7 separate regions of the Mus musculus genome follow, and regions 1, 2, 3, 4, 5 and 6 are each linked to region 7. A link is a contact called in public HiChIP or PLAC-seq and promoter capture Hi-C data. All regions are on one chromosome and are shown on one strand. The core of a region is the stretch at or near the end of the contact, and the rest is flanking DNA. Distances in the headings are between cores, read along the strand shown.

Region 1 (2,983 bases), core at 147-2,646, 2.8 Mb before region 7:
TATGAAAATACTGTGTGTGATTTTCCCCCTATCAAGGGCTAGAACTATGATTCACAAATCAAGAGTATTCACTGCTCTTACAAAGGACACAAGTTCAGTTCCCTGTGCCCACACGGCACTCACAGTTGTCTGTAACTCCACTCCCAGGAGATTCAACACCCTCATTTTACTTCCCCGGGCACCAGACACGTACTTTGTGCACCAAGAAACAGGCAGACAAACATCCATACACAAAATTTAAAAAAAAAAAAAAATCTGGGAACCAGAGAGATGGCTCAGTACTTGAGAACACAGGCTGTTCTTCCAGAGGACCTAAGCTTGACTCCTAGCATCCACATCTGCTCACAGCTCCCTGTAACTCCAGCTCCAGGGATCTAATGTCTCTGGCTTTCTCCCACAGCTGCACCCACGTGCACATAACCACACAATTTAAAAGAATACGGTGAATTCTTTTACAGATCTTCATTAGACATTTTAATATATAATATTTTAATGTTTTGGTTTTTCGTTTTTTTCGAGACAGGGTTTCTCTGTATAGCCCTGGCTGTCCTGGAACTCACTTTGTAGACCAGGCTGGCCTCCAAAGAAGGAAACTTTATGGTGGCAACAGTAAGAACACAAATATGTCATTGTCGTATGTAAGTTACCAGTAAGGGCTCAATGAGTTTTTGTGATCGTTTCAAAGGGCGGTCAGCACTCTGACATCTGAAAACGCAACCACCCGTTCACCTTTACAGAATACTGAGATAATTATGTTTGACTTACGCGTTTTGTTGTTTGGTTTTAGATTATGGGGTTTTTTTGTTTTTTTTTTTCGGGTCAGAGTCTCTATTTAACTCAGGGTGAACTTCGAAGTGCAATCCTCCTGCCTCAGTTTCCTGAGTTGTAGGCCAAAGGCATGTGCCAAAACACTCAGCTTAATAATTAACTCAATAATTTTTAGGAAAAACCTGACATTCCAACAACCATAGCGTATACTAGAACCTTTCCCGAGCTGCTCCACTAACCCTTTCTGTAGCCGCTGCTCAGTGCCGAGCTATTCAAACACTGAAAAGCAAACGAGTGAACACGCCCTAGAAAGCCCCACGCAAGCCTCAAGTCGCTGATGGCGTTCACTTGTTCTCAGAGGAAGCTTTAATTTTAACATTAGGCAAATCTGGCATTTCCCAGCTGTAGAGGCACAGAGCAGGAACCCTTCAAGAACCCGAGCGCTGGGAACCCCAGCGCAGGCCCGACCACGCGGTTCCGAGCAGCTGCGGTACAGCAGGGCGCTCGAGCGAGGAAGCAGGAGGGAAACATCCCGCAAGAATCCCGCACACCCCACGGCCAACTCACCATGGTAAGGAGCCGTACAGCTCCCGCCGGAAGACGCTCTGAGAAGTCGCATTTCTCAAGCGGAAGGGGCGGGCCTTCAGAATCCGATTGGTTGCAGGGCGAGGGGGCGGGACTGCGCATGTACCCTAGGTCGCCGTCTTTTTGTTCTCCGCCGCCTGGGAAGTGGGCGGATTAGAGCTGCTCTGGGCGGGGCTGCTCGCCCAGGGAAAGGGTGGGCATTTATCACCTTGGGAGGAACTTTGAGGTCTGTTCAAAGTCTTCTACCAGAGTGTGAGTTTATTACAGTTTATACTCCTGTTTTAAAAATGAAGAAGCAGGAACATTAAGAAATGTCACAGTAAGGCCGGGCAAGTCTCGCTGATTTCGAGGTCAGGCTCCTCGAGGTAGACTCAGCCTATGTTAAAAATACATTTATCAAATTCCCAACTGTTTCATTAAAAATAATGTCGCAGAAAACGCTTGGCTTAAGAACACAAGGATTCGAGTTAAATCACAAGAACCTACGCCGTCACGATGGCCACACCTGTTTGATCTCAGCACTCAGGAAAGCAGAGGCAGGCATATCCTTAGTGACTCGATTTCAAAAACCCAGGTGAACGTCAACCTTAAGTATAAGGTTGTTCTCTGGCCTCCACGAGCACTTTACTGGTGCACGTCACCGGTCAGGGTGCAGCATCGCCTGCGTACTATTCTAACGCTGGAGGCTGAGGCAGGAAGACTACACTACACAGCAAAACTGTCTCAAAACCAAAACGAACGAGTGAGTGAGTGAGTGAGTGAGTGAGTGAGTGAGTGAATGAATGAATGAATGAATGAATGAAAAGAGGTGATGGCTTTTCCTGACTCCAGTCATCCAAGTGGCTACTGCAGTTTAAGAGGATCTGACACCACCACCAGGTGGTAGAGCCCTTAGGCATGACACACAAGGGTTCAATTGCCTAAACTGGGTGCAAACCTGTAACCCTATAGATTTGGTAGCTGAGGTAGAAATATTCAGTTCAAGCATACTTGGGGTTTAGAGTAGGTCACTGTCAGCCTCCCCAGTTAGTGAGAGCATCTCAAATTTAAGGAAAAAATAAGCACTTGTAGCTGGAGTCCACTGTTTTGTATATGGTGCCTGTCTTGGGAAGCTGTGGCAGGACACTGAATTCAAGTCACACTTCACTACGTAAAGTACCAAAAAGACAGAACAATAAGAGAGGGATTTCTTAGGGAGAATACTTTCGGGGGTGGGGGGTGGGGGAGAAGGAAGGGTGAGACAAGGACTAAAATTTATTATATACCAGGAAACTGTCCAAGAATAAAATATTTTTAAAAATCTGAAGCATGCCTTAAGTCTTATATGTTTCATAAGCTAGTGTGGAACTCAGAATAGCTGACTTTGAACTGAAAATACTTGGCTTTATCCCATAACAGAGTTTTAAATCTCTACAGTTTCTTTCTTGCACAGTCATTGTAGCCTATAAAGATTGTATTTGCAGATCTTATCTTCTAGGCACTGATCTTAGTGAAATTGTATCCTAGTAAGAGACACATGCAAGAAGAAAAAAAATTCAGTTATTTGTAAGTAGAATGTCAAAACTAAGGTAATGTGCTAGGTATGGTGGATCATGCCTTTAGTCCTAGTAGCTAGAGGCAGAGGCAAGCA
Region 2 (2,875 bases), core at 175-2,674, 2.8 Mb before region 7:
GAGATAAGTTTGTTTGCCTCTGTCCTCAGTGACAGTATGCTTGAACCAACCAAACCAGAACATTTCACTTTCCATCTTTTCTCTGTCCACCTCTTAATCCCCATTCATTATGAAAAAACCGAGTGAGGCATAGTGGCTCATGCCCACAATCTTCTTAGAAGGCAGAGGCAGGAGGATCAGAAGTCCAAGATAAGACAAGACATGCAAAAACCATACTGAGTGTCTAAAATACCAGAATTAAGAGTCCAGACAGAAGCTGATCAACTGATTAGAACTTTTTTTTTAAAGATTTTTATTTACATGAGTACACTGCAGCTGCCTTCAGAGACACACTAGAAGAGAGCATCGGATCTCATTACAGATGGTTGTGAGCCACCATATGGTTACTGGGAATTGAACTCAGGACCTCTAGCAGAGCAGTCAGTGCTCTTAACCACTGAGCCATCTCTCCAGCCCCTTTGAACTTCTTTATTATCCACTTCTGTGTCTGACCTATCGGGCAAAAACCTGTGGGATTTATTAACAAAGCTGGGTACCAGCTCATAACAACCCAGATGGCTCAAGATGGCCTCAGATCTGGAGTCTTTACCAAGGCTTTCTTTTCTTTGCTACAACCTGCCTACCCAATGTTTCCACCAATGTATTTGAAATTATGTTGATTGATGACTTTTTTGTTGTTGTTGTCCTGTTAATATAAAAGCTTCCTGAAACTAAGTAGTGATGTGCCTTTAATCTAAGCACTCAGGAGGCAGAGTCAGGTGGGTCTCTGTGGGGTTCAAGGTAGCCTGATCTATACTGGGAGTACCAGGGTAGCCAAGGGTACGTAAAAAGAGTCTGTCCCAAAACAAAACAAAACAGAATAACACACACACACACACACACACACACACACACACGCACACACGCACACGCACACACACAACCTTCATGGAACAGTTGCTGCTTTTGAACTTTGAGTACCCTGTCTTCCTGGGCCTTGTCATTCAAAGCTTTCTCATTCCCTTTGCTTGGAGAAATAAACAGTTGTTAACTCTTTTTTTTTTTTTTTAAATGCAACATACCTTTTAAAGATTTATTTATTCATTTTTTTTTTAATGTATATGAGTACACTGTTGCTGTCTTCAGACACACCAGAAGAGGGCATCAGATACCATTACAGATGGATGTGAGACACCATGTGGTTACTGGGAATTGAACTCAGGACCTCTGGAAGAGCAGTCAGTGCTCTTAAAGGCTGAGCCATCTTCCAGCCCCAGTTGTTAACTCTTTACCACATGAATAACCAGGAAGCAAAGAGTGCCTAAGTTCAAAGTCCCTACTTCCTGGCTACTCAGTCACTCCTTTTTCTTGCTACGTAATTATGTAAATACCCCGATTATTATGGTTCTTAAGCAAGAGAAGAACCCACCAGGCACTTCCTTTTTTCTACAGTTGTCTCTCATGGACAAAGAAGTTTGGATTAAGAAAGAAAGAAAATTACTTTTAAGACGACTTTTCCTTCGAAGGCAACTGGATTGCTTGGCCAGGTACCTCGGGGAGAGGGAATAGGTTTTTAAATCAGTTTTAGAGTCAGATCCTGAAATTAGAATTTAGGTCCACTGAAGCCTGTGTCTGTGAGGTTGTCCTGCAGTGGATGGTTTGCCCATTGGGCTGATTTGCCTGCAGGGAAACTTGGTTTGAGGGTAGGCAGTGTTGGGGGCGGGTGGTTAGCCTGGTTGGTCTGTTGGAGTTTAGCTGCGTTTTTCTGAGTTGGTGTTAAGGATTTGGAGCCCTAGAGAACGCCTTTGTATTTACTATGGAGACAAAAAGACTTAGAAAATGCTTTTTGGCCTCACAGGAAGGAAACCCAGAGCTGAGGGAGAGAGAGACTGCTTGGTCCGTCCAGTGTCCTGAGCCTCTGACAAGATACTTGAACTTGGACAGAAAAGTTAAGCAAGTCCCTCTTGGGGATAGGAAGAATGCTTATAGAAAGTGTGTTACAGACCTGCGTTGTGTGCTGAGGTGTTTCCAGCCCCAGTGTGTCTAGGAAGTGCTTTACAGACTTGAGTTGTGTGATAACAGATAAGGTGTGTCCATTCTTTATCTCAGAGCATCTTAATAACCCCGTTGCCGGGGTGGAATCAGGCTCTCCTAACTTCCCTTAACCTCTTTTATTCTTCCAGTCTCCCATTACTCCCACTTGTGCCTATAGACAATTTTCATACACTATTTACATAGCACTAAGAGTATTCAGTGAGCTGCGGGTGTCCAAAGGAGATCTAAGAAGATTCTAGATCAGGACATTTTTATACTGGAATGATAGATGAATCACAGGGACTGGTGGCCTCTGTTCCATCCGTCTTCCTGGTTAATCATCGCTATAGTCCCAGGCTTGGAGCAGATGTGAGTGCTAACAGTTCAGCAAAGGAAGCATAATCCAGAGGCAGGGGAGATGCTCAGGGGGAAGGGGCACTTGTCGCCGAGCCTGTTGACCAGAGTTTGATCCCTGGGACACAGATTATTCCAGGAGAGAACTGACTTTTGCTAGTTTTTCTCTAATCTCTACACAAATGCCGTGGCACTCTCGAGCACCCCTACCCACCCACCCACCCACCCACCCACACACACACACCAATCAACCAATGTGAAAAAAATTTACACATGCTGCCTTTCTGTAGCCAATTATATGAGTTCTTTCCCCCTAGTTGTGGGAGTGACACACGAGACGTAGGTCAAGAAGGATTTCAGTTTTCTGAGGAACTCACATCACGATCTGAAAGAACATTATCACTTAAGCTGGATGTGGGAGCTCATGGCAGTCATCTTCACACTGAGAAGGCTAAGACCAGAGCGTTACCATGAGTCTGAGACTAGACTGAGCTAGACAGTGAGTCCC
Region 3 (2,796 bases), core at 80-2,579, 2.7 Mb before region 7:
ACCTGTACTGATAGTACTCTGACCTCAGAATTATTGTGAGGATCAAAGACACATGCAAAATGAATTGACAATGCCTGCCACACAGAAAGGCGAAGAAAAGATGTTGCTTGAAGGAAACCTGAAGTATGCAGTATTCCTGCCTTCACTGCGAGGCAGGAGCGTTTGTTTTATCTTCTATGGTAGAATGATATATGCCTGTTTACCCAACTCATTCATTTAATATTTTTAACATTAAAATTTAGAAACTCGAGAGTGCCTTGGAATAAAATAAAAATAACAAAATAGTAAAAACTAAAGCAACTAGCGGTTGAAATACAGCTCAATAAAAAAGAAATCTTCAAGACTCACTATATTGGTAAAAATAATTCATGAAACTTCAGAATATGGCAAATCCGGCTCTAAGTATAAGGAGCTACTACTCCTTTCAAATCCAAGTCAACCCCCCCCTTTTTTTTTTCCTCTCCAAACACTACAGAACCCTTCTCAATGAAGTTTATACACAGCTGTTTCGATACCAAAACCTTTTGGAAGCCCAGCTCAGAGAAAGCAACACTGTTTACAGTGTTAGAAAGAATCCCGTGTGGTCGGTCACTCTAGGCCAACTGTCACTGTCACCAGCACGCCTGGGTGTCTCACGGGGACTTGGGTCATGCACAAGTGTGGGGGTGCTGAAACAAAGTCGAGTCAGGGCGCCCTGAAAGGGGTGAGGATCAACTAACTAGGCGTCGCACAGCAGGATCTGGCCTGTGGGGACTCGGACTCCCGAGGCAGATCAACTCCGGGGGTGCAGGAAAGGGACGCAAGTGGCGTCCTCCCAGGGCCGCCCGCCCCGGCCAGCCCGCCGGCCTCCCTCCAGCCCCCCAGTAGTACCTTTCTCTTCCTCGTCGATGCGCAGGGCAATGGAGATGTACTCGAAGGCCTGCTTGTGGAAGACGCGGACGCTCTCGGCCTCGCCACCCGGTCCGGGCTCTGGGGGCGAGGGCGAGGCGGGCGCCGGCGCGGTCCCGGAGCTCCTCTTGGCGGCCATGAGGGCGCGGGAGAAGCGCTGGCAGAGCCACGCGAAGAGGAGCCCCAGGTGGCAGGCCAGCAGGCGCAGCAGGGCGAAGCCGACGACCAGCGGGGACGAGAAAGAAGACGGGTTCCGCTTAGGCGGCGAGCCGGCCGCAGGGGCCGGGCCGGCGGCAGGGGCGGGGACCGCGGCGGGGGGCGGAGGCCTGGCGGGCGCCGGGCTCGCGCCGCCCGAGCCTTTCTTCTTCCGTCGTCCGGCCGGAGAACTCATTCACAGCTCCCACTGCCGCCGCCGCCATAACCCGCTTCCCGCAGACCGACGGCGACCAAGCGGCGGCGGCGGCGGCCACTGCCACTGCGGCGGCGGGGGCCCACGGAGCCGCTCGCGCGCCAGCCGGAGCCCGGGAGCCTGGCACCTGCACGCGCCGCTCGCCGGCCCCGCCCCTCGCTCCTCAGCTGCCCAGGAGCACAACCCCGTCTCCTCCTCCTCCTCCTCCTCCTCCCGCCGCGGCCGGTGGCTCCTGCCCCTCCTTTCCTTCTGTCCCCTGGGCCGCTGGCACCTCGCTGCGGCGGCCGGGCACGCGCACGTCCTCGGTGAATGGCTCTGGTGCGCGCGCGTACGCCGCCGTCTTTGTTGACCTGGGAGCTTGTGCGCATGTGCGGCATCCTCCTACCCCCCACGCCCCTGCTATGCCCCTTTCTCTGGGAACCTCAGTTCTGTAGGCGCGGTTCGGCTTGCGATGGTCCCAGGGGTTCGTCGCTCCGCAGGTTCTTCGACTTTTGAAGAATCGGAATAGGGAGCTTTGATAATAAATTTTTAAATGGGGGTTAACAGCGTTTGAGTGGCTTTACTAGTGCTCAGGTCTGCTGTCTCGCAGTGCGGTTGTTTGCCTTTGTGTGAGATGCTGACCTCCAACTCCTCTTGTAGCTGAGGAAGGAGGCCTTCAACTCCTGATCTTTCTGCCTCCGTCTCCCCAAAACTAGGATTACAGGTGTGCATCATCACTCCTATTGCTTTATATATCTTTGTTTTCTGCTGGTTGAGCCAATAGGTCTTTTGCAAAGGATGGCTGATCTGAGTTTCGTATCAGAGGCAGTGTGTAGCAATTTGGGTATGTTAGCTGAGAGGGAAACAAGTTGCAGAGACAAAGTTCAAGACATCCTAAAGGGAAAACTTTATTACCACGAGGACCACGAACCCTACTTTCAACTAACCTATTACACGTTTGTGTTATCTCAGGATTAGTTATGTGAATGCAGTCATTCTTGGGTTTTGCCTAGTTACCATACTTGGTAGAATCCATACTATCTGTGTGTGCACGTGGATGTGTGTATATGTCTTCACCATTTCTTCCTTTGGTAGACTATCTATCTACTCAATATTTCCCATATTCTAATGATCAGCAGTTGTTCTACAGATCCTGGATCACATAGAGGAAAACAAACCGTGGGCCAGTCAGACTCCTGCGAACTGGCATCTGGAAATAGAAGTTAGTTGAAATCAAAAGCTCTAAGAGCCAGTCGATGCCATCTGTATTCCCAGAGTTTTTGGATTCCTAGACTATATTGCCTATCCAATAAACTATTCAGTCTTTCCTCTTTCTCCCTCCCTCGCCCATCCCCCTCCCCTCATCCCTGTCTTTAAAAACAAACAAACAAAACCACCCCCTCTCATTTCAGTTTGCCACAATTATTTCTTGTTGCCTAAATGAGTGACTACTAACACAAAGTCTCTATTGTTTCCAGTGTGAGGCATACAGATCCCCTGTGAGCGCATAGGAGAATCCC
Region 4 (2,739 bases), core at 44-2,543, 2.7 Mb before region 7:
AACAAACCACTTCCTTTGTGATTCTACCCAACTGGTAAAGGAATTCTTTTGCTGCGTGGAATACTTACGTGGAATACTGGGATTTTATAAGTGAAGGGTGACATTTGTAGTATTCCTTACCCCGTCTGGTTCCTCATACGCATTAACTCATAATCCTTGGTACCCCTCCCTCACGAACGTCACCCCCATTTAACACAGTAGGAAATAACTGAGACAATCTTTGCCACATTGCAGTTATACCTAAAATACAATTAGTAAATTTAACTGTGTCGAAGACATTAGGTCGTAAGGGGCGAGCCTGGGAAGCGAAGGTTACATTTTGACAGGGTCGGTCCTCCACCCCCCCATATTCTCCCATCCCAGTACGCCTCGCAGCGCGATGTCTCTGCCAGCGAAACTTCGCGGCGTGGCCCCAGACTTGCATTCCTGGGCGATACCCCGAGGGTGGGAACCCCACCAAGGACGCCGGGGAAGGGGGAACCCCGACGGGACTCGGCAGGCAGCGATCGCGTGTGTGTTGTGTGTGCTGAGCCAGCGGCGCACGGGGACAAGCCAGGCGGCTGGGGGGGGGGGGGGGGGAAGGGGCTCACCCCGCCTCGCGGCTGCGTCCTGCGCCCCGCGCCCTGCCCCCAGCCTCTGCTGGCGCTAAACCCCGGAGAGCGGAGCGTGCACGCTGAGCCTCCTCGGCGGGCCCGGCCGCGGCGCTGGGCATGCTCAGTGGGCCGGCCCCGGTAGAGCGGCGAGTAAGGACGCGTGGGCTCCCCAGGCTCTGCCTTTCCCGGGTTCAGGCCCCGGCCCCGGGCTGTGTGTGTGTGTGTTGGGGGGGAGGTGGCACCGATCGCCGCCGCCCTCCGGCTCGCGGCCTCCCGACCCGGGATGGCGCGGGGCCGGTCCCGCTTCCGCCGTTGAGCGCGCGGCACGGCGGGCGGAGGCGCGGGGCGGGGCGGGGCCGGCGGGCGCGCGGCGGGAGGGAGGCCTCGGTGGTGGGGGCGGGGCGGGGCGGGGCGGTGGGGAAGGGCGCGGAGTCACGGGGGTGGGGTCAGCGGGAGGCTCGGCAGGCCGCGCGCGGCGTGGCCGGGGGGCGGCTCGCGGAAGCAGCTCGGGCAGGGGTAGGGGCGGCGGCGGCGGCGGCGACTCCGCGGCCGCGCGGCTAGGGTAAAGCCGCCGTGGGCCCCATCTTCCGGCGGCCGGCGGAGTTTGTGGTGATTGTTGCCGCCCTCCGCCCTGGCTGCCATCTCCTCCTCTTCCTCCTCCTCCTCCTCCTCCTCCTGGGCCGGGCTGGTCCCCTCCCCGCGGCCGCCTCCTCCTGGGCTGGGCCCGCGGCGTCTCGTCCCCTCGCGGAGCCGCCGCCGCCGCCGCCTCCTCATTCATCCTCGTGCACCATAGGCGGCACAGGCACCAAGATGTCCAACCGAGTGGTCTGCCGGGAAGCCAGCCACGCCGGGAGCTGGTACACCGCCTCAGGTAAGGGCGCCAGGCCGCCGGGGTGGTCGAGCTGGGCAGCCGGGGCCCGGCGGGCGGGGACTCGGGCGGCGGGCGGAGGGCGCTGACCGCGTGCCGAGGGATCGGGGCCGGGCCGCGCCGCCTCCCCCACCCGGCGCTCGGGCAGGCGGCCTGGCGCCCGCGGAGTTGGGCGAGGAGTTGCCGGCCGGCCCCGGCCAGGGCGAGCGCGGGCTCCGCGGCTCCGCGGACGGCCTCTGCGGTGGGGAAGGACGAGTTGGCGCGGTCCTCGTTGCCAGAGGCTGGCCGAGGGGACCGCAGTTTTTGCTCCCACCCTTGGGGCACCCAGCGCCCCTGGAAGGAGTGACAGGCAGTACTTTTTCTACCCTATCTCTCGTGTTGCTACTCTTGGTCTCTCTCGCTTGGAAGATCTGTCAGACCTGGGCCTCTCGGGGGGATTTGTCGCTTTGTACGTGGAGATTCGGGCAGAGCTGCTGCCAGGCAGGGGCTCTGGGTGGCCTCCAAGGTCTTTTGTCAGTGTTTGCATTGTTACTGTCATTTAGGGGCAGCTGGAGATGGCATCAGCACTTTTCCTGAGCAACCTCTTTGGTATCCTGTGTTCAGCACCGAGCCGGGGCTGGACGACCTGCCTAGTTTAGCTTACGTTTTGAGAGAATTTTGTCTGCACTGTCTTCAAAAAACCATGTGTAGTTCTTTGGGTGAGAAAGGGTAGGGCCGTTTCCCTCCAGTACAACTCTCTTCACAAGGATTGTTTTCTGAGATTATTTTCAGGGGTCACATTTCTGCTTTGGTAACAAAGAAAAGTTCCTCCGTGATTCCTGTTGGTCTCTAGGCCATCTGTGCTTCTCAGCAACTGGCCCTAACCATATTTCCCTTTGCAAGTACTAGGGTTGGATAGTGACATGATTCTTTTGGGAAAACGGAAAATCTGGAAGGCAGTTTTTTTTTTTTCCCTGAGATTGTTCAACCAGCTGCAGAAGTACATGCATCTTGTTGGTCCACAGCGGATTTGCCCTGCTAAGACACAAAAGAATGACATGGTTGGGTTTGGAACTACTGCTAACAGGTGGCTGTAGTTTTTGCGTTAGATAAGTATGACATTTTATGGTCCTGAAGTACTTCATAGACTTTTAATCAGTTCTCACTACCTGAGAATGTCAGTTCTTGTGCCAGTATATGGGGAAACAGAAATTTAGTGCTGCACCCCAGACTAGGCCTGTGGTAAAATAGGAATTGTGTAAGTCAGGTCTCTGGCTCCTGAGTTTGCCCTTTATAATC
Region 5 (2,737 bases), core at 132-2,631, 2.7 Mb before region 7:
CAAGCACAAAAGCTCTTTTCAAGTACATTAGGTGTGTGGGTTGTAGGAAAGTCTGGAAATCTTAGCTATAATCATTGTAGGGACAGCTGAAGGCTTCTTCTTCTTCTTCTTCTTCTTCTTCTTCTTCTTCTTCTTCTTCTTTTCTTCTTCTCCCCCTCCCCCTCTCCTTCTTTTTCTTGAGACAGGGTTTCTCTGTGTATCCCTGGCTGTCCTGGAACTCACTCTGTAGACCAGGCTGGCCTCTAACTCAGAAATCCACCTGCCTCTGCCTCCCAAATGCTGGGATTAAAGGCATGCAGCACCACTGCCCTGCCAACTGAAGGCTTTTTGGAAACATTTTGGTGTTAGCTAGGAGTCTGAACATTCCAAGAAACTCACTAGTAAGAAGTATTAGTAAAGAAGTTAGGTCCCTGACAGAGGTGGGTATTAAAGGCTATTTAGGGAGCTAACTAGGTTCAAGACAACTAACTAGTGTCTCTAGATTTGCAGCATTCCAACCTCTCCATACCCTTGAAATCCTAATCCATCAACAGTTACAATAATTACAGGAAAGCAGGCTCTCCTGGAACTCCCGTTCAGGAAGCTCTGGCTGGCGTTTGACCCTCTTTACCTCAGTCAGCCAAATGCTGGGATTTCAGACACCTGGCTTTAAAATGTAAAAACAAGCAAACACAACCCAGGTTGGAATCCATAATACTACAGTCTGGAAAGCCATTTCTTCTGTAGAAATTGAACCAAGATCCTTGGTTATCCCAGGAAAGCGCTCGACCATGAGCTGAACTCCTTATCCCTGGAAAGTAATTAAAAAAAAAAAAAAAAACTAATCTAGACATAAATGTAGAATAGTGTGAACGTGGTATCCTCATAGACTGCAGGGCTTGAATAAAAGCCGCCCAAGAATTCCCAAACACTCCTCCTTGTTTCCCTTTGGCCTTAAAAAAATTATATATGTGTGTATGTATACGTATATATGCGTGTTTTGCCTGAATGTGCGCGGAGCACACGCGTGCCTCGTGCCTGCGTAGATAAAAAGAGAGAGTCAGCTCCCCGGAACCGGAGTTAGGGATAGTTGTGAGCCACCATGTGGGCGGTGGAGACCAAACCTAAGTCGCCTGTAAGATTAGCCAAGTAATCAACCGCTGGATGCCCTCTAGCCCCTAGTAAAGCCTGAGCAAGAATCGCTCAGCAAGTGAGTGGCCTCGGTTCCTCGGGGACCGTCACTTCCAGGTGCCACGAAGGACTGTCTAAAGGAGAAAGATCTACGGCAGGGTGGAGCCGGCAGGTGGCCAGGCACCCCGCGCACCGCAGAGGCGTAGGCCCACTTAGGCGGGCTCGGGCACTTCTGCCCGCGGGGCCGCTCTGCGCAGGCGCGGCGGCAGCGCGACGTCCCTCACTTACGGCCGAAGCGGTTCGCGCTGTGAGTCGGTGGCGCCGTGCAGGGCACTTAGGAACCGACAGCCTTGGCGCGGGTAATCAGCTTCCCTGTCCTCCTCCTCCCACCGCTACATCCTTGGGACGACCTCCGAGCCTCGCGATGCGACGAGGACGGCCAGTCGGTGGCCCGACCCAGCCCGCGCGTCTGCTGCCCGCGGGGGTGAGGGGCGGGGTCCCGGGCTGGGCTGCACCGCACCGGGTCCTGGCGTCTTCCACTTGAAATCTCCCGGGTAACTAACTCGCGGCTCTTCTTGTTTTGCAAGACTGGTATCCGGTTGATTGCGGTTTGCAGGGTCCGCCATGGAGTCGGAGCAGATGCTGGAGGGACAGACACAGGTACCAGGAGGCCCTGGGTTCAGGGTGGCGGTGTGCGGGGAGGCAGCGCGGGACGGGCGGATGTCTCTCTCTGTGACTGTATTTTGTTTTCTAGGTTGCAGAAAACCCTCACTCTGAGTACGGGCTCACAGACAGCGTTGAGGTAACTCGCTCAGTTTCTCTGCCGCATGCATCTATGGGTCTCTTGAGAGCTGGAGAAAACTTAGGATCGGTTTACTAGGCTACTCTGCACGAGGGAACTCTTTGCTGCCGCGATCTCTCCGTAGTATCAGATTATAAGTGGCTTCTTTTTACTAGCATGCTAATACTTGGCTAAAAATAAAGGTACTTTGTAAATGAAAGATTAGATGATCCCGGAACCAGAGCTGGGAAGGTTTGGTTAGGAAAATGGAGGCTTCCCGGAGAAAATTTGTGTGTGAATGGGAGACTCGAGGGATTAAGTTCTGGTTTAAAAAAAAAAAAAAAAAAAAAAGGGCAGGACCACGTTTCCAAGAAGTTGTACAAACAGGTGTTAGAATTTATTCAACACTTTGCTGTTTGTGAGATATATACCAGGCTAATTTGAATGTATCTTCAGCTCCAGAATGCTTAAAGTTGAGTAACTTGTTCAAGGTCAGCGGAAAGTAAGCTTAGACATGTTTTCTTTTTTATTTTATTATTATTATTATTATTATTACTTGTGGGTGTGTGCGCGCATGCACACGCTCGCTCATGCATGTGCACTAGTGTGTGGAGATCAGAGGGCACCCTTACAGAGTAGGTTTTTTGCTTCCACCCTTAGGTGGGTTCTGGAGATGGAACTCAGGTTAGATGTGGGGGTAGCAAGCTCCTTACACACTGAGCAGTCCTGCCTGACCTAGAACTGACTCTTACAAAAGGATTGCATTGTATTTATATTTGTGTGATCTCTCTCTGTCTCTCTTTGCTTCTCTCTGTCTCTTTTTCTGTCTCTCTCTCCCTCCCTCCC
Region 6 (2,876 bases), core at 233-2,732, 2.9 Mb before region 7:
AATGAAATGTCATCTCAGCAAATAACTTAGCTAGGGCTATCCCAAAACACTCCAGTATGTCCACTGAACGAGCTTTGACCTGGTACATCCTGAAAGTCCAATATGTGAACCAACGTCTCCACCACCCAAGTGCTCTCCTTCCAAGGTGGAGGAGACCCAGACATACTTACAACTACCAATCTCTAGCTCTCTATGCTAAAACAAGTTGAAAGGGCTTGAAGTTCCACCTAATTACAAGGGGCCTAGGCTTCTTGACACTGGAAGGAGGGAGCACTCAGAGCTAGAGGACCGATACTAACCTTTTTTTTTTCTTTTTTTTTTTTTTTTTTTTTTTTGCACTCTGCGAGTCCCATAGTCCAGCAAGCACAGTTCAGGCAGCTGGCCTTCCCTCTCCTACTGACCTCCCCATCCCAGTGCCCACTCCAGCCCGCCCCCTGTGCGAAAGCGCAACCCTCGGAGGTCCCCGCACCTACAGGACCAGACGACAACCGGCGGGCCGCTACTCGCCGGGAAAAGAGGGCAAGACAGCCGGCTTGGACGCTTCCCGCCCCTTGCCTCCGGCCACCCATCTCTCCCGCCACCGCCAAGACTGCCAGCCCTTCCCTCTGGTCCAGCCCGGAGCTAGCCCAAAATCTCGTCCAAGAGGCCAGCGAGGGCCCGGTCCTCACCAGCACCGACCTCCAAGGCCTCCACATCTCTCCCACAGGACCAGGCCGGTTCAGATGCAAAAGGCCCGAAAAGCAACTCGCAGCGCACCCCGCCAAACCGAGTTCCCGTCCCCAAAAGCTGCTGCTTTCCGAGTCCGAAGGTCCTCGGCCGTAGCTTCCGGGCCTCTCCGACCCTCCCGCTCCACGCTGTCCCTCCGAGGCCGATCCCGATCCCGGAGGCTGGGAGGCTTCCTCCACCAGCATCCCCACAACCCGTCTCCGCCCGCGGCCGGCCCAGCCCAGCCCCCGCCCGGCGTGCCGCGCTCACCGCTGAGCGCCGAGGCCTGAAGGGTGGCCCCGGACGTGCCGTCGATGACTTTGATGGTCCCGCGGCTGGTGACGGCCAGGATGGCGTTAAGCGCCGGGTGGTAGGAGAGGCTGTGCAGCCCGTCGGCGTCGCAGCGCATGCAGCCATCCCGCAGCACCAGCCACTCGGAGACCCCGGCCGCCCCCGCCCCTGCCGCCGCCGCCGCGGAGGAGCAGCTCGGGCCCGAGGCCTCCGCAGCCGCAGCCGCCATCTTCCGGCCTGCGCTCAGCACAATCACACTGGGAAGCCGCTCAGTGACAGTCCCGGGAGGTGCAGCACCACAGCCAGTCACCATCCGGGGCCAGGGGGCAAAGCGGAGCGCGTTAGCCGGAAGTGAAGTCAAGCGCCTGCACGCACAGGGAACGTCGCCCGCCAGGCCGGCCAGGCCAAGCGAGCTCGCAGGCTGGCGGGGGAGGGGAGAGAGGGCCGCACCAAAGGAGGGGCCGGAGCCCAGGGGGTGGAGCATGCGCGGGAGTGCCGATCTAGCCAGAGCAGAGGGAAGCTAATAAGGAACTTCCGAAGGCACAGAAAAGGCGGGGCAGGGGCGGGACCTGGCCTAGTAAGCATGCGCAGAAGAGCTCCCAGGGCCCGGTAGGCGGGCCTCAGAAGAAGAAGGGGGCGGGGCTGAAACTTTTTTTTTTCAAGCGCGGAGCATGCGTGGTAGGACTAGGCGCGTGCCACGCGCTGCTGCTCCAGCCAGCCCTGCGTCCTCAACGTCCCAGTTTCTTCCTTCGAGCCCCGGGAGTGGTATCGGCGGGAGTTCCGCCCTGCGCGTGGCAGGGAGGGTGGTGCTGGGCCCTGTGCATTTCCGCTAGGCAAACCCGAGCCCGCGCGACTTGTCTGGTACGCCCAGAGGCCCCTTCGTGGCCAGGGCGGCTGATTCCCAGCGGTTCCCAGCACGGGGCAGAGGAGGAGGGCGTTGCGGGGTGGAGGCGAGATCCGGAAGTAGGCCTCTATCATTGCACACTCTGACAAGCCTCTTCATTGGAACTGAACCTGATTTTTTTTTTACGACGCCTGCCCTAGTTTCAGATTTTTTTTACACTTGATCTTAGAAGACTGAGAAGCGATAGTTCCAAATCTTTTAATAAACAGACATGCTCATTAATGAGGTGCTGGACACATTACAGGTCAGCCTAGTGTAGCTCATTGCAAAGGATTTACATGATTTTTGGTGGGGTGTTGTGGATTGCCCTGGGGCTAATTATATTTGATGTCAATTCTGTTCTCCTGTGAGGAGTTGTGAACAAGGAATGAGTCAGCACTTAGGTGATTTCTTGTAAACCTTCCCACCTTAATTTGTAAAATAAAGGAAAGCTGATGATTGGGCAGAGAAAGGGAAAGTGGAGTGGAAAGAAAGGAAGGAGGTTTGAGACAGAGAAGGCAGAGGAGGAGGAAGAAGAAAAGCAGAACAGAAGAACATGGCCTGGAGAAAACGCAAGTTCTAAGTGGTCTCATAGATGTGGAAGATGGTAGTGTAGTGGTTGTAGATCTGCCCAATCTAGGCGCACAGCATGTATTCATACTAATTGTGTCGTGTTTTCATTGCCAGAGCATAATTGGGTTGGAGAGATTTGCTGTAACAGTGGAGTATCCTCCTTCGTTAGATTTGAAAGAACATCTTTCTTAAACTTTATGTTGAAACAGTTACTTGTCAGTCAGTCACTTGTAGTTACAGTGTAGCGGTGCCTGGGTGTGGTCTCGCATACCTAGAATCCCAGTCTGAAACAGTAATGCTAAGAATTCTGGGCAAGCCTGCGCTATTTAACAAGATCCTTTCCAAAAAAAAAAAACTTGAGGCAATAAAAAATTGTTTGGTGCCTGGTGATGGTGGCCCACGCCTTTCATCCCAGCACTTGGAG
Region 7 (3,033 bases), core at 497-2,996:
GTATCCCTACTGTATCACAGTGGATGAAAATCTCCAAACCGCTATTTTTGAAATTTGGATTTTGTTCTGGGACATAGAAGATTGGAAATGAGTATCTAATACTATCTGTTGAGGACAACCAAGAACTTCAAAGACACGAGTTCCGAGTCTAGTTCCTGTTGGCCTTTATTGAAATTGCTTGCTTTGACATACCTTGTGGACTAAGGACAAAAATACAAGATACTAATACCACTAGTAATTAGCACTTCACTTAAGGCGCTATACACTATTCTAAGTGATTATCCTCATGTTATAAGTAGGGAACAAAAAACACAATTATTACAGAGGCTGGACTCCTACTTTTACAGCCTGGCTACAAGCACTTAGCTAACTGCTCTCTCTGTATTTCTGAGTGTTAGTAAGTACTCTCACCACTTTACAGGACTGTTAAGTTAAAAAGAAAACTGTATAAAGTTAAAAAAAAAAGTGCAGCAGCTCTAATGCTGACAATTACATAACTTTCACAAATCTGATTATGTTTGACTTATAGGGCCTCATATCTGCTCTTTGTCACCAAGAAAAGCTGGAATCCGGTAAGTAGCTAACCACTGTCACACAGAGTATAGCAACTTAGATAAAATAAATTTATGTGAAAGTTTACTCTTGGGATGGGAAGGAGTAAGCTATCCCAACAACTTTAACATCAGTGACAGCAAAACGTCACATATTTTAGGATACCTTTTACACCGGTTCCAGATTTTTGCCTGCCGACTGCCTAACCACGTGCGTGCCGAGATCTAACCGGGTGAGTCAACAGTGAGCAGCATTTACCTGACAGCGAAAAGGATTCCCTAACTAAGCAGTTTCCCAACTACGAGAGAAAAAAAAAAAATCACCAGGACCTACATCATATGCCCTACTCTATTTCACTGTACCTCCGCTGAGAAAGAAGGGAACTTAGAAATGGAAAAGAGTTTGTGGGACGACGAATCCCACAACCTAGAGGCAGAAGGGAACACGTGTTGAACACGCATCCGAGCCGAGGGAAGGGGCTCCCGGAAGGAACTTAACCTAGACGTGCGCATTCCAAGTGCCCAAAGCAAAACCAATACCGGGGTCCGGGATGCGGAAGCGCGAGACGGTCCTAAAGTGCGCACCGGGTAGCTCTGATGGGGACCCAGGCCTGGGAAGTCTGAGGCCGCCCCCCGGGGGAGCAGAGGCTTCGATGAACATGGCGGCCCAGAAGCAGCCGGGGTGCAGACCTCGTGGAGACCGCGGGATCGGGCCGCACCCTCCCGCAGCCCCCCTCGGGCCAGGCCGCACTTTGCAGCCGCGGCGCCGGCCCAAGCGCGCCGCCGGCCCGGCTCCGCGCCTCCTCTCTCCCGGGACGCCCCGGGCCACGCGCGCCAGGGGTGCCACGCGCCTCGCCGCCCGGCCCGGGATGCCGCAGCCCGGCAGGAGGTCCCCGTCCCCGTCGCCGTCCCCGCTCATCCTACCTTGGCCTGCAGCCGTGCTGGCGCCCAGGCCAGGCAGGTGCAGGTACCGCTGAGGTGCGCGGAAGGCACGTACTCCTGGTGCAGCCGGTTGTTGGCGGTCTCCCATACTCGCAGCTGACCGTCACTAGAGGCTAAAGCGAAGTAGGCTTGACTGTCCGGCGAGAAGGCGCAGGGGACCCCCGCCGGGGCCAAGGGGTCGTAGCTACCGCCGCCTCCGGCCGCCATTGCTGCTCTGGCTCCGCGGCAGCCACGTGTTCGCCCGGGCGCAGGCGCACCGGCGCGGGGTGGGGCCTGCAGGGAGGAAGTGGGGCGGAGGGAACGCTGAGAGCCCAAGAAGTGGCTGGTCGTGACGCAGGCCAGCGTTTAGCCGGGCCCACCCTGTGGACGGTGGCTCAGTGGGGTCCTTCTTAACTTGTCCTGCGAAGGAAGCGCGAGGGGAAGTGATTTGCATACTACCGAGCCAGATCCTTCTTTTAAAACTACGTCCTATGAAACAACTAGACGAAATGTTTAAAAGAAATATTTACTTACATCTCCGAGATTGTAACAGCTGTTTCCATGTTTCTTTAGTCTCTTCGAGGACGTGGCCATGTACGTACAATAATTATCCAATCATAGTTCTATCAAAGTTAGAGTTGGGGCTTGAAGAAACAAGATGCCTCTTTTATCTGTGTTAACACACAGAGATACTATTGGACAAGAGAGGAGGTCAAGTTGGGTGTAAATAAAGAATCCGGGCGGTGGTGCCTCACGCCTTTAATCCCAGCACTTGGGAGGCAGAGGCAGGCGGATTTTTGAGTTCGAGGCCAGCCTGGTCTACAGAGTGAGTTCCAGGACAGCCAGGGCTATACAGAGAAACCCTGTCTCAAAAAACAAAAAACAACACACACACACACACACACACACACACAAAAGAAAAAAAAAAAAAAAGAAAAGAGAAACCAAACATATATTCCCATCTGGATGTGTGCCTTTTAATCCCAGCACTCTATCTGAGGCAGACGCAGGCACGGTCTAGAAACTGAATTCTATAACATCGAGGACTATAGGGAAACTGTCTCCAAAAGATAAATGATAGATAGATAGAAGAAATTTTTTCCTTATTTTATTGGTTCTTTTTTTTTAATTATTGGTTATTTTGTTTATTTAAATTTCAAATGTTACCCCCCCCCCGGGTTTCCTCTCCTAGAACCCCCATCCTACCCACCTCCCCCAGGCTGCTTCCTCACCCACATGCACACTCCCGCCCCACCACTCTAGCATTCCCCTACGCCGGGGCATCATGTCTTCACAGGACCAAGGGCCTCCACTCCCTTTGACGACAAACAAGGCCATCCTCTGCTACATATGCAGCTGGAGCCATGGGTCCCTCCTGTGTACTCTTTGGTTGATGGTTTAGTCTCTGGGAGCTCTGATGGTACTGGTTGGTTGATGTTGTTCTTCCAATGGGGCTGCAAGAGCCTCTCAGGAGACATCCATATCAGGCTCCTATCAGCAAGCACTTCCTGGCATCAGCAATAGTATTTAGGTTTGGTGGCTGTATATGGGATGGATCTCC

What was found. Promoter capture Hi-C pulls out the DNA fragments that hold promoters and counts their contacts. HiChIP or PLAC-seq counts read pairs in DNA pulled down with a chosen protein or histone mark. Capture Hi-C pulls out chosen DNA fragments and counts their contacts.
Region 1: a contact with region 7 is called in a promoter capture Hi-C map of embryonic stem cells, with 4 times the contacts expected there. The contact joins the promoter of Slc30a6 here to the promoter of Wdr43 in region 7. A contact is called at or near these places in 4 of 39 promoter capture datasets (cranial neural crest, embryonic stem cells, hippocampal neurons and 1 more) and 2 of 9 other capture datasets (adipose tissue and liver).
Region 2: a contact with region 7 is called in a promoter capture Hi-C map of adipose tissue. The contact joins the promoter of Nlrc4 here to the promoter of Wdr43 in region 7. A contact is called at or near these places in 1 of 39 promoter capture datasets (hippocampal neurons) and 1 of 9 other capture datasets (adipose tissue).
Region 3: a contact with region 7 is called in a promoter capture Hi-C map of embryonic stem cells, with 5 times the contacts expected there. The contact joins the promoter of Spast here to the promoter of Wdr43 in region 7. A contact is called at or near these places in 3 of 39 promoter capture datasets (embryonic stem cells, liver and pre-B cells), 1 of 115 datasets of contacts at active chromatin or transcription factors (large pre-B cells) and 1 of 9 other capture datasets (liver).
Region 4: a contact with region 7 is called in a promoter capture Hi-C map of liver, with 4 times the contacts expected there. The contact joins the promoter of Memo1 here to the promoter of Wdr43 in region 7. A contact is called at or near these places in 1 of 39 promoter capture datasets (hippocampal neurons), 1 of 115 datasets of contacts at active chromatin or transcription factors (embryonic forebrain) and 1 of 9 other capture datasets (liver).
Region 5: a contact with region 7 is called in an H3K27ac HiChIP or PLAC-seq map of embryonic stem cells, with 5 times the contacts expected there. The contact joins the promoter of Dpy30 here to the promoter of Wdr43 in region 7. A contact is called at or near these places in 5 of 39 promoter capture datasets (cranial neural crest, embryonic stem cells, hippocampal neurons and 2 more) and 1 of 115 datasets of contacts at active chromatin or transcription factors (embryonic stem cells).
Region 6: a promoter capture Hi-C map of liver shows a contact between it and region 7, with 4 times the contacts expected there. The contact joins the promoter of Birc6 here to the promoter of Wdr43 in region 7. A contact is called at or near these places in 2 of 39 promoter capture datasets (liver and pre-B cells), 1 of 484 Hi-C or Micro-C datasets (CD8 T cells), 2 of 115 datasets of contacts at active chromatin or transcription factors (astrocytes and large pre-B cells) and 2 of 9 other capture datasets (adipose tissue and liver).

Annotation. Positions count from the first base shown.
Region 1 is chr17:74,394,021-74,397,003 of GRCm38.p6, reverse strand. It overlaps Slc30a6 (solute carrier family 30 (zinc transporter), member 6), which reads right to left and starts at 1,396. Exons shown (of 14, transcript NM_144798.6): 1 at 1,336-1,396. The coding sequence starts at 1,338.
Region 2 is chr17:74,457,657-74,460,531 of GRCm38.p6, reverse strand. Nlrc4 (NLR family, CARD domain containing 4) reads left to right here and starts at 1,424. Exons shown (of 9, transcript NM_001033367.3): 1 at 1,424-1,526.
Region 3 is chr17:74,337,520-74,340,315 of GRCm38.p6, reverse strand. It overlaps Spast (spastin), which reads right to left and starts at 1,329. Exons shown (of 17, transcript NM_001162870.1): 1 at 871-1,329. The coding sequence starts at 1,279.
Region 4 is chr17:74,293,417-74,296,155 of GRCm38.p6, reverse strand. It overlaps Memo1 (mediator of cell motility 1), which reads left to right and starts at 1,293. Exons shown (of 9, transcript NM_133771.2): 1 at 1,293-1,464. The coding sequence starts at 1,404.
Region 5 is chr17:74,315,077-74,317,813 of GRCm38.p6, reverse strand. Dpy30 (dpy-30, histone methyltransferase complex regulatory subunit) reads left to right here and starts at 1,381. Exons shown (of 5, transcript NM_001146223.1): 1 at 1,381-1,469; 2 at 1,698-1,770; 3 at 1,865-1,912. The coding sequence starts at 1,735.
Region 6 is chr17:74,526,901-74,529,776 of GRCm38.p6, reverse strand. Birc6 (baculoviral IAP repeat-containing 6) reads right to left here and starts at 1,482. Exons shown (of 73, transcript NM_007566.3): 1 at 976-1,482. The coding sequence starts at 1,309. It overlaps Gm31645 (a long non-coding RNA gene), which reads left to right and starts at 1,577. Exons shown (of 3, transcript XR_385765.4): 1 at 1,577-2,144.
Region 7 is chr17:71,614,928-71,617,960 of GRCm38.p6, reverse strand. It overlaps Wdr43 (WD repeat domain 43), which reads right to left and starts at 1,746. Exons shown (of 18, transcript NM_175639.1): 1 at 1,476-1,746. The coding sequence starts at 1,700.